2 separate regions of the Mus musculus genome follow, and region 2 is linked to region 1. Evidence: chromatin contacts called from public promoter capture Hi-C data. All regions are on one chromosome and are shown on one strand. The core of a region is the stretch at or near the end of the contact, and the rest is flanking DNA. Distances in the headings are between cores, read along the strand shown.

Evidence for each region. Promoter capture Hi-C pulls out the DNA fragments that hold promoters and counts their contacts.
Region 2: a promoter capture Hi-C map of embryonic stem cells shows a contact between it and region 1, with 6 times the contacts expected there. A contact is called at or near these places in 17 of 39 promoter capture datasets (the 3T3-L1 cell line, 3T3-L1-derived adipocytes, the HPC-7 cell line and 8 more), 54 of 484 Hi-C or Micro-C datasets (the G1E-ER4 cell line, the HPC-7 cell line, bone marrow-derived macrophages and 7 more), 17 of 130 datasets of targeted methods (bone marrow-derived dendritic cells, bone marrow-derived macrophages, embryonic stem cells and 1 more) and 5 of 9 other capture datasets (adipose tissue, embryonic stem cells, liver and 2 more).

What each region holds. Positions count from the first base shown.
Region 1 is chr19:11,768,674-11,773,393 of GRCm38.p6, reverse strand. It overlaps Mrpl16 (mitochondrial ribosomal protein L16), which reads right to left and starts at 2,979. Exons shown (of 4, transcript NM_025606.3): 1 at 2,870-2,979; 2 at 2,527-2,592; 3 at 371-519. The coding sequence starts at 2,924.
Region 2 is chr19:11,868,717-11,872,793 of GRCm38.p6, reverse strand. Olfr1419 (olfactory receptor 1419) reads left to right here and starts at 1,489. Exons shown (of 1, transcript NM_001011775.2): 1 at 1,489-2,648. The coding sequence starts at 1,580. The coding sequence ends at 2,611.

The sequences.
Region 1 (4,720 bases), core at 1,730-4,229:
CTAACCTTGCTAGATTTTTGTTAACACAATTTCACATGGATCTGAACCATCTACCTGTTCAGTGAATACCTGTTGTATAGGCTACCTGCTTGTTGGCCACTAGGTTATTGGATCCTTTACATTATCACAGGGCTTATAGACAGAATTCAGTGCAAACTCTCAAGCATCTAGTATGGGACTCCTGTGTTTTCAATCCTACACTGTAGAAAAATATATAACTCACGTTTCCTTGGGAACCCAGTAGCCTAGTTCTATATCTATTTAAAGAGCAATTGGAATGTGGATGTAGGTGTGGCAGTTCTAATGTGGAGGAAGAGACTAGAATCAACTCAAAGAGAAGAAAACTTTGTTAATCTCTTTTATCACTCACCAAAATTGCAAAATTGCCTTCTGTAAAGTCAGTGGCTTCAGTTGAAGGCCCTCGTATGTCCTTCAAATTTTTAGGTTCTCTTCTTACTTTTGGCACAAGTGGGACTCTTTCAACAAATTTAAGCTTGGACCTTTCAGGGATGGAGACATCTAGCAGGAGCAAAGACAATCAAGAATAAGTGAAGGTGCACGACGCAGAGGGCCTAATGAGTAATAATTCCAGCGGTTACCATTTGCCTCTGGATGTTTCTAGCGACACTGGACTCTTTCAGCTATAACAATGCTTACACAAATGTTTCTCAGCCAAATTCACTTATTACCCCCCTGTATGTTCAGCCCCTATTTGTAGGGACTGTTCTCAATTATTACTTCATTCACTGTTAAAGCAGCTTTGGTATTTTGAGATTGTTTTTTTTTTTTAAAAAAAAAATCCCAACTGTAGTCTCCCCTCTTCCCCCATCTCAATCTACTCATTCCTGTTTCTATTCAGAAAAGGGCAGGCCTCCCATGAATATCAACCAAACGTGGCATATCAAGTTGCAGTAAGACTAGGCACCTTCTGTCGTATTAAGACTGGATGGGGCAACCCAAGATGAAGAAAAGGGTCCCAAAAACTGTCAAAAGAGTCAGAGACAGCCCCGTTAGGAGTCCCACATGAAGACTTCGCTATACACCCACAACATGTACGCAGAGGGTTGAGACAGTCTTATGGATGTCATGTGATCACTGTGTAACCTCGAACCTGCAGGAAGTGCTGGACTGAGTGGTGGCAACCTTTATATTTCTTTAGGGCTTCAACACTAAACAGACAAATGGGGGAAATACAAAGTGAAGTATTAGAAATTGAAAACAAGGGGCCCACAAGATGTCCCAACCGGTAAAAAGCACTGCTTGCCCATCTGGGTTGGAGCCTTAGGGCCCACGTGGTAGAAGGAGAGAACTGACTCCCAAAAGTAGTCACAGACCTCCAGATATATGCCTTGACACATACGCACCCACACAAGTGCATGCATACAAAATAAATAAAAGGCAATTAAAAATAAAAAGAATTGAAAACAGGAGCATACATAATTTTCAGCTAGGCCAAGAAACATAATTGGGCAAGTGGTATTCTAATCTCTACTTTAAAGAAGAGGAACTTCAGTTAAAACATCAAAGCCAGAAGCATGCTCTTAAAAACCAAAACCAAAAACAAAACAAAACTCACTGCTCCTCTAGATTGCAAAAATACCATTAAAACAAAACAAACAAACGAAAAAAAAAAAAACCTTCTGTTGTATTTTTCTTGGTAAACTTACAAAGTAGGATTTTTCTTGTCACTATCCTCTATATGACATCCTGGGGAAAACAACTGTGACTCAAAAAAAAAATTAAATATGAGAAAGAATGGCTCCATGATAGAATAAACAAAACAGGAAGCCTCAAAGGGCCATCAGATCATTAATGGAATAATAAAGTTGCTGTTCCAAGTTACAAAAACTACTCTCCCTTCACTGACTTCTATGGGCAGCTACTGTGAGACCTGGTAATACGTTCTTACATCTGCAAGTTAGTATGCACTTCTAAGCACACACAGCACCTTATTTATCAAAAATGTTAGGAGTGTTTTGTCTGCATGTATTAATGTGCAGAAGAGGATGTAGGAACCCCTGAAGCTGGAGTCCCAGATGGTTATGAACAATCTTGTGGGTTCTGAGAATTGAACCTGGGTTCTCTGCAAGAGCAACAAGTGTTATTAACTGCTGAGCCATTGCTCCAGCCCACACAGTAGTTTAACAGTTATGTGCCGAAGACCCTCAGATGTCTAGGCCATTTGCAGTTTTGGAGATTTTAGTACATTAAAAAGTTAGATGTACAGGACTGCAGAGCACCTGGCTACTATTGCTAAGTGTCTGCATATCTGTACTATTATTTAGAAGATAAAAAAATCTGATATATGCCCAGTTAGTGCTGACTGGGTAGATCATGGGCCACACATCAGTGGTAGGATGCCTGGGAACTAGCCCAATAGTTATCTGCTTTGCAACATCGAGGGACTTCGCTGCAGTTTGCCTTCCTTACATATATCTGTTGAATCACTCAACGGAGGGAGGAAGCACAAACACACCTTCGATGCCTTTTCTCAGAGAAAAATAAGTGGAAATGACAGGTACTCACTTTCAAAAGTTGGAACTGGGAGGAGCGTCTTCAGACCAGCACTGGTGGGAAGGGCTGCCCAAGAATCTACAATGACAAATCAAACCATTACTGTTACACTCTGATCACTCCTGACAGAGGTGTCTAGAAGCACGGGGGTACGAGTTCCACTAAATGGGCTTCCAAGGAAGCAACTAGGCTCACGGAGCACCGTCTCCCGCACATGACCAGGACCCAGGCCTCCGCATAGTGGAGGTGGAAGAAGTAAGGAAAGCGCAGGACCTATCGCAGTAAGCATAGACTTTGGAATGTGGGGAGGAAGATCGGGGAAATGCCTTTTTAAAAGATGAAACAGGTTTCTGACCTGAAAAGTGCATCCGCAGGAGCGGCGCGGGGACGCGCGTCAACAGCCTCCACATGGCCACGCGTGTGCTGCCGGGTCAGGTTTCTCTCAACTACAACAGTGGCTTTTCCCAGTTCAGAGCTTTGCCGGCCCGCGGACACAAGACAGGAAGTGACGTCATCCTGTCCCACCTTTTATAGAGTCCTGACGGAAGTAGAGGAAACTTCCAGCACCTGGTTCTGGAGCAGGTTATCTGCGGGTTAAAGGTCCCACAGGCCAAGCCACGCCCGAGGTGTTTCAAGTTTCCGCGAGGGTCTTCTCAGTTTTTTTCTGTTTAGTGACAGCTCTGGGTTTTCTCCTTGGTGTAGAAAGCTGCGAAAGCCCGAGGTTTTGTAAGAAGTTGTTCCCTTAACTTTCCGTACATTTATGTCTCTTCTCTAGGGACATAGAAAGATGCTATTGATTTGTCATTGGCTTATTTACTGTGCGCTTGCTGAGTTTGGTCTTGACAAATCTATCAAAAGAGCTGTAGCTGGAGTTTTCAAGGTAAAAGCACTGGCTTGGGCATTCCCAACCGGCTGGGTTCGATCACCTGTCCTTTTACTTTTATAATTAAAAAAAAAAAAGATTTATTTATTTATTATATATAAGTACACTGTAGCTGTCCTCAGACACACCAGAAGAGGGCATCAGATCTCATTACAGATGGTTGTGAGCTACCATGTGGTTTCTGGGATTTGAACTCAAAACCTCTGGAAGAGCAGTCAGTGCTCTTAACCGCTGAGCCATCTCTGCAGTCCCACCTGTCCTTAATATGCTAATTAAAAGAAAGTAACCTCGAAAAGCCATTAATTTAAGGTAGCTTCATTTGAAATAATAAATGATGGACTCCAATGACCATTCAAGATCATTTTCATGGCCCTGATATGAGCTTTAAGCTATTTATTTATTTATTTATTTATTTGAGACAAAATCTCTATGTAGTTCTGGCTGTTCTAGAACTCACTATGTAGATAGGCTGGCCTCGAACTCACAGAGATCTGTCTGCCTCAGCCTACACAGTGTGGGATTAAAGGCATGTACCACCACACCTGGCACCTTTAAGTTTAACTAGTGGACAAACTGGGGCATCGAGTGGGGAGTCCGCTAAAAAGTATGCATAATTAAGCAGTCCTGGTCTAGGCTGATCATTGCTTCAGTTTTGGTTTGGTATGGTGGTCATCTCAAGCTGGCATAGATTAACAGGATTAATTTGTTTCTATAAATGATCAGTTTGGTTTCAAGATTTAGCCTTGTCTTCACAGAAGAGGGGTAATGTTCTGTCTTCAAAGTTTTTCCTTTAAGAAATCCAAGAGAAGGAGCTGGAGGGATGGCTGGGTCGTTAAGGGGATTGGCTGCTCTAGTGAATGGACCACACCATAATTTAATAAGGAAGGGAAATGAAATAATGTATAATTATCCTTTTGGAAATGTTGGACATATAATTTTTCCTGAGGCTGGAGCTTTGTAGTGATTAGAACAAGAGGATTTGTATCTAAGCTTTTAGGAGACAGATGAAATTAGCAAATGAGACTGATGTCTGTTGTGTTTAAATCATGTTAAATCTGTGTGCTCTTAAGAATTAATTTCACAAGCAGTAAGTACAGCCTTCAATGCTTGTGGATAAGATATACTGGGGAAATTGCTTACAAATCTATTCACCTGTGCAATACATCTGCTTCCCAAGTATTAAGAGACTCTACAAATCCACCCCAGGACACAATTTAACTTGTTTATTGATATTCCTCCTTCTGCGCTGGCAAAAGGCCACATTTTGAAAGACCTGAGAGTGGTCAGAACTCCAAGTCCCCTCTTTTTAAAAGAGATGTAATC
Region 2 (4,077 bases), core at 240-2,739, 100 kb before region 1:
TTAATTTCTCCGAAGAGCTTCCAGCATGAAGAATCACTTTTTACTTATTAATATTGTTGCTTATTTTTTGAGAATTTCATATACATACATACATATGTGTGTATATATATATATGTACATACATATACATATATAATGGATCTTGATTATAAACACCCCAGTTCCTCCTCACTTTCCACCCAAGACTCCCCCATGTGCCCTGCGTTCTTCTCACCTTTATGCCCTCTTTTCTGTTAGCATTGGCTACATGAGCATAAGCAACCTAGTCTACTGGTGGTCACACTCCCAAGTGAAATGATTTCTCCTCCAGCAGCGTGATCACCATAAAAACAAAGAAAAGCCAAACGCCATATTGAAGCTTAGGCTACATTGGTTATCAAACTAGCATAAACCAATAGTTGAACTTGTTCTTTGATCTCATCCTTCACTTTTAGAAGAATAGTGTTCTTAGCTTTCTGAGTATCCTCTGCAAACATCAAGGGAAAGACCATTCAGTCGCTAATTTAGTCAGTTTCATTCAACTGAAAGGCTAACCACAATCACACGGAAATGTGTGTGCAGGCATGTGTGAGTCCATATTGCAGCTTACTTAAGTTCAGAAACATGGAAGTGTCAGCAGAGGCAGAGCCGGTGACCAGGGCAGTAGAGATTTTTAAATGTTATTTCCTGAAGTTGCACCTCAGCAAAGAACTCCATTTTCACTTATAAAATTGTTTTGTGACTCAGGATTTAATAATTGTATTGATAATGCAAGAATAAGAAGCTATCTTTTAAGACTCTCAGAATTGATCAACACAGCTTAGAAAGCATTTAAAAAAGACTACACTGGGCCTATAATATTGAGGTAGGTAGGGGGGTGAGCCCTGTAAAAGGAGGTTGGAAATCCTTTATAAGGTAGATGCCATTGGAACAAGGATAAAAGGAGATGTGGAAGAAGATGGATCAGCTGTAAGGTTGCTATTTGACACAATGCAACTGTGAAATTGAATTGTTGAATATTTAAGAAAAAATACCAGAATTCCAAGTTTTAAAGGATTAGATAGGTAAAAATGCATCCTATTTTAGTGATCTGGGCTCTGAATACCCACACTTGCAGAATGGGTAAAAGGCAGACTTGTGTAGCTTGCCGTCTGCGCTTGGTGTGGGGATCACATACATCCTTAGAGATCTGTACTTGTGAGCTGTTCTATGAATGTGTAGTCATAGAAACAAAAGGGCATGAGGCCGGTGAGAAAGTTTTGCTCCAAAAGAAGAGGGATGATGATCAGGAACGACATGGACAACACAAGGTAGCATATATCGAGACCCTCATGCATGCCTGGCATTGGTCTCTGTGCTTGTAGTCATAGAGTCTTGCTCAATTTTCACCAACACTCTGAGGTGGGTGTCATACATTTCTGAATTTTACAGTGAAAATGCTGGAGCCCATATTTCTCCAAAGTCACAGAGCTAGCTGGGGTTGAAATTCAAAGGAAGCTCAGAGAATAAGCACTTGGTTAACTGCAGACTGTGATTTAATATAGCTTAGTGACATGGGAAAGTAACTTTACCCTTGACTCTTTTCCTTGTACTAGGTCTGATGGAGGAGGAAAATCAGACAGGAGTGGTATATTTCCACTTCCGCCCCTTTTCAACCAACTCTACAGTGGCTTCCCTAGTGTTTGTGGGCTTCTTGCTGCTGTATCTAGGAAGTCTCATTGGAAACCTCACCATTGGGCTCACAGTCTGGCAGGATCACTCCCTCCATACCCCGATGTACTTCTTCCTTTTTGTGTTGGCCACATTAGAGCTTGGCTATTCCACCAACATTGCTCCACTGACTCTAGCTAGCATTCTCTCCATGGGGAAGATGCTTATCTCTCTGCCCAGCTGTGGGGCCCAGATGTTCTTCTTCATCCTCCTTGGAGGATCTGACTGTGTCCTGCTGGCCATCATGGCCTATGACAGGTATGTGGCCATCTGTCATCCATTGCATTACAGCCTCATTATGAGTTGGCAGCTCTGTGGGCAGATGGCTTTAGGTTCTCTGGGGCTGGGTTTCCTTTTGTCACTGCCTTTGACCATTCTGATCTGCCACCTCCCATTCTGTGGCCACAATGAAATCTACCACTTCTTCTGCGACATGCCTGCAGTCATGCGCCTGGCCTGTACAGATACCCATATACACCAGGCAGCTCTCTTTGCCATCAGCGTGGCTGCAGTAGCCATTCCTTTTCTCCTTATCTGTCTCTCCTATGGTTGCATTGTGGCTACCATCCTGAGGATGACGTCAGCAGAGGGGAAACGCCGGGCTTTCTCCACCTGCTCTTCACACCTCCTCGTGGTTGTCCTGCAGTATGGATGTTGCACCCTCATCTACCTTCGCCCTAGCTCCAGCTACTCCCCGGAAGAAGGCCGGGCAGTATCTGTTGTCTATACCTTCTTCTCCCCATTGCTGAATCCCTTAATCTATAGTTTAAGGAACCAAGAGGTGACTGATGCAGTAAAAAGACTTTTGACAAGAATGTTCTGGTTCAGAAAGCCAGAAAGATTCCTTCCTGGGGGAAATTATTCACTGAACAAGGGAGAACACAGTATGATGGAAAAGAAACTCAAAATCAATAGGCCATGAGACTGGAGCAGTACTTGCACTCATGACTACCTGGGTCTAGGAAGTGTTAATTGTCACCCTCTACTTCTATTAGATTTTCAGTGACTGAGTCCTGGATCGACCCATGCTGCCTTAATCGGCCTTCTTTTCTACCACAGGACTTAGGATAAAGGCTGGCAGAGGAAACTCAGAGGAAAAGAGGAAACAAATGAATAAGATTGTTGACAGCAGGGCTGAAGAGACCGCTCAGCAGTTAAGAGCACTGACTGCTCTTCTAAAAGTCCTGAGTTCAAATCCCAGCAACCACATGGTGGCTCACAACTATCAGTAATGAGATCTGATGCCCTCTTCTGGGGTGTCTGAAGACAGCTACAGTGTACTTACATATAATAAATAAATCTTAAAGAAAAAAAGAATGTTGACAACAGGTGATAGATAACTATCATTCTGTTACACTTTAAAGGCTTGTAGACCCCAGTCCATCTACATATAGCAATGTTTCTTTGACTTTTTTTGTTGGCATTAAATGTCTCCTGAAACCTCACTTCCTTAACACAATCTTGCTGAATGGCACTATCTGATAGTGATAATTTTTGAAAACTAAATCATTTTTCTTTTTATAAAATTGAGTTTAATATGTCATGGTATTAACCCTGCAATAAAGTTCTTAGGGTTCCTTTGAGACAGAAGAAATGATTTATTCTTTGCATTTTTTCTTGCACATTGCAAAGGATATAGTAAGGGCTCAGTTTTAGGGTCCAACAAACAAAGTTGAGTTCTCATCTTTCCTTTGTTTATTTACTTTATTATTTTGCTCTCTGACCCTTTATCCTTAGTTCTGTCATATGTGTGAGTGTTTTGTATGCATGCATATATGTACACCATGTGTATGCCTGGTGCTCAAGGAGGTCAGAAGAGGCTGTCAGATCTCCTGAAACTGGAGTTGCAGATGGTTGTGAGCCTCCATGTGAGTGCTGGGAGTGGGAGCTGGGTCCTCTTCAAGAGCAACATGTGCCCTTAGCTGCTGAGTCTTCTCTTCAACCCCTATTATTTCCTTCACATTAAAAGTAGATAGTAGTCTCTTCCCCACAGGCTCGGCCGAGCACAGATGGGGCTTCCTTGGCCCGCAGCCCACTTCCAGGGTCCCCGGTTCCCGCCGCCGCGTGACGTGAGGCCCGCCATGTGCGCCCGTCCGGGATTCCCTAGCCACCCCCGCGCCCGCCCGGGTTCCCCCCCCCCCCCCGCATGCAGAACTGTGACTGTCCACCAGTCACTGCCGCCGCCCACAGCGCCGTCCCCGACGAAAGCACACACGCAGATGTGGACGCCGTGGTCAAGATGTCTCTGTACTCCCCACGGGACGGACTGACGGACACCCCAAGTCGCGCGGAGGACACCGTGAAAAGGCCGCCGTTGGGACAGAGGAGGGTCGCGCATCACCGAGGAGATGGAACCGCTGTCCCCGTTGTCCCTCCCAGTTCATATAT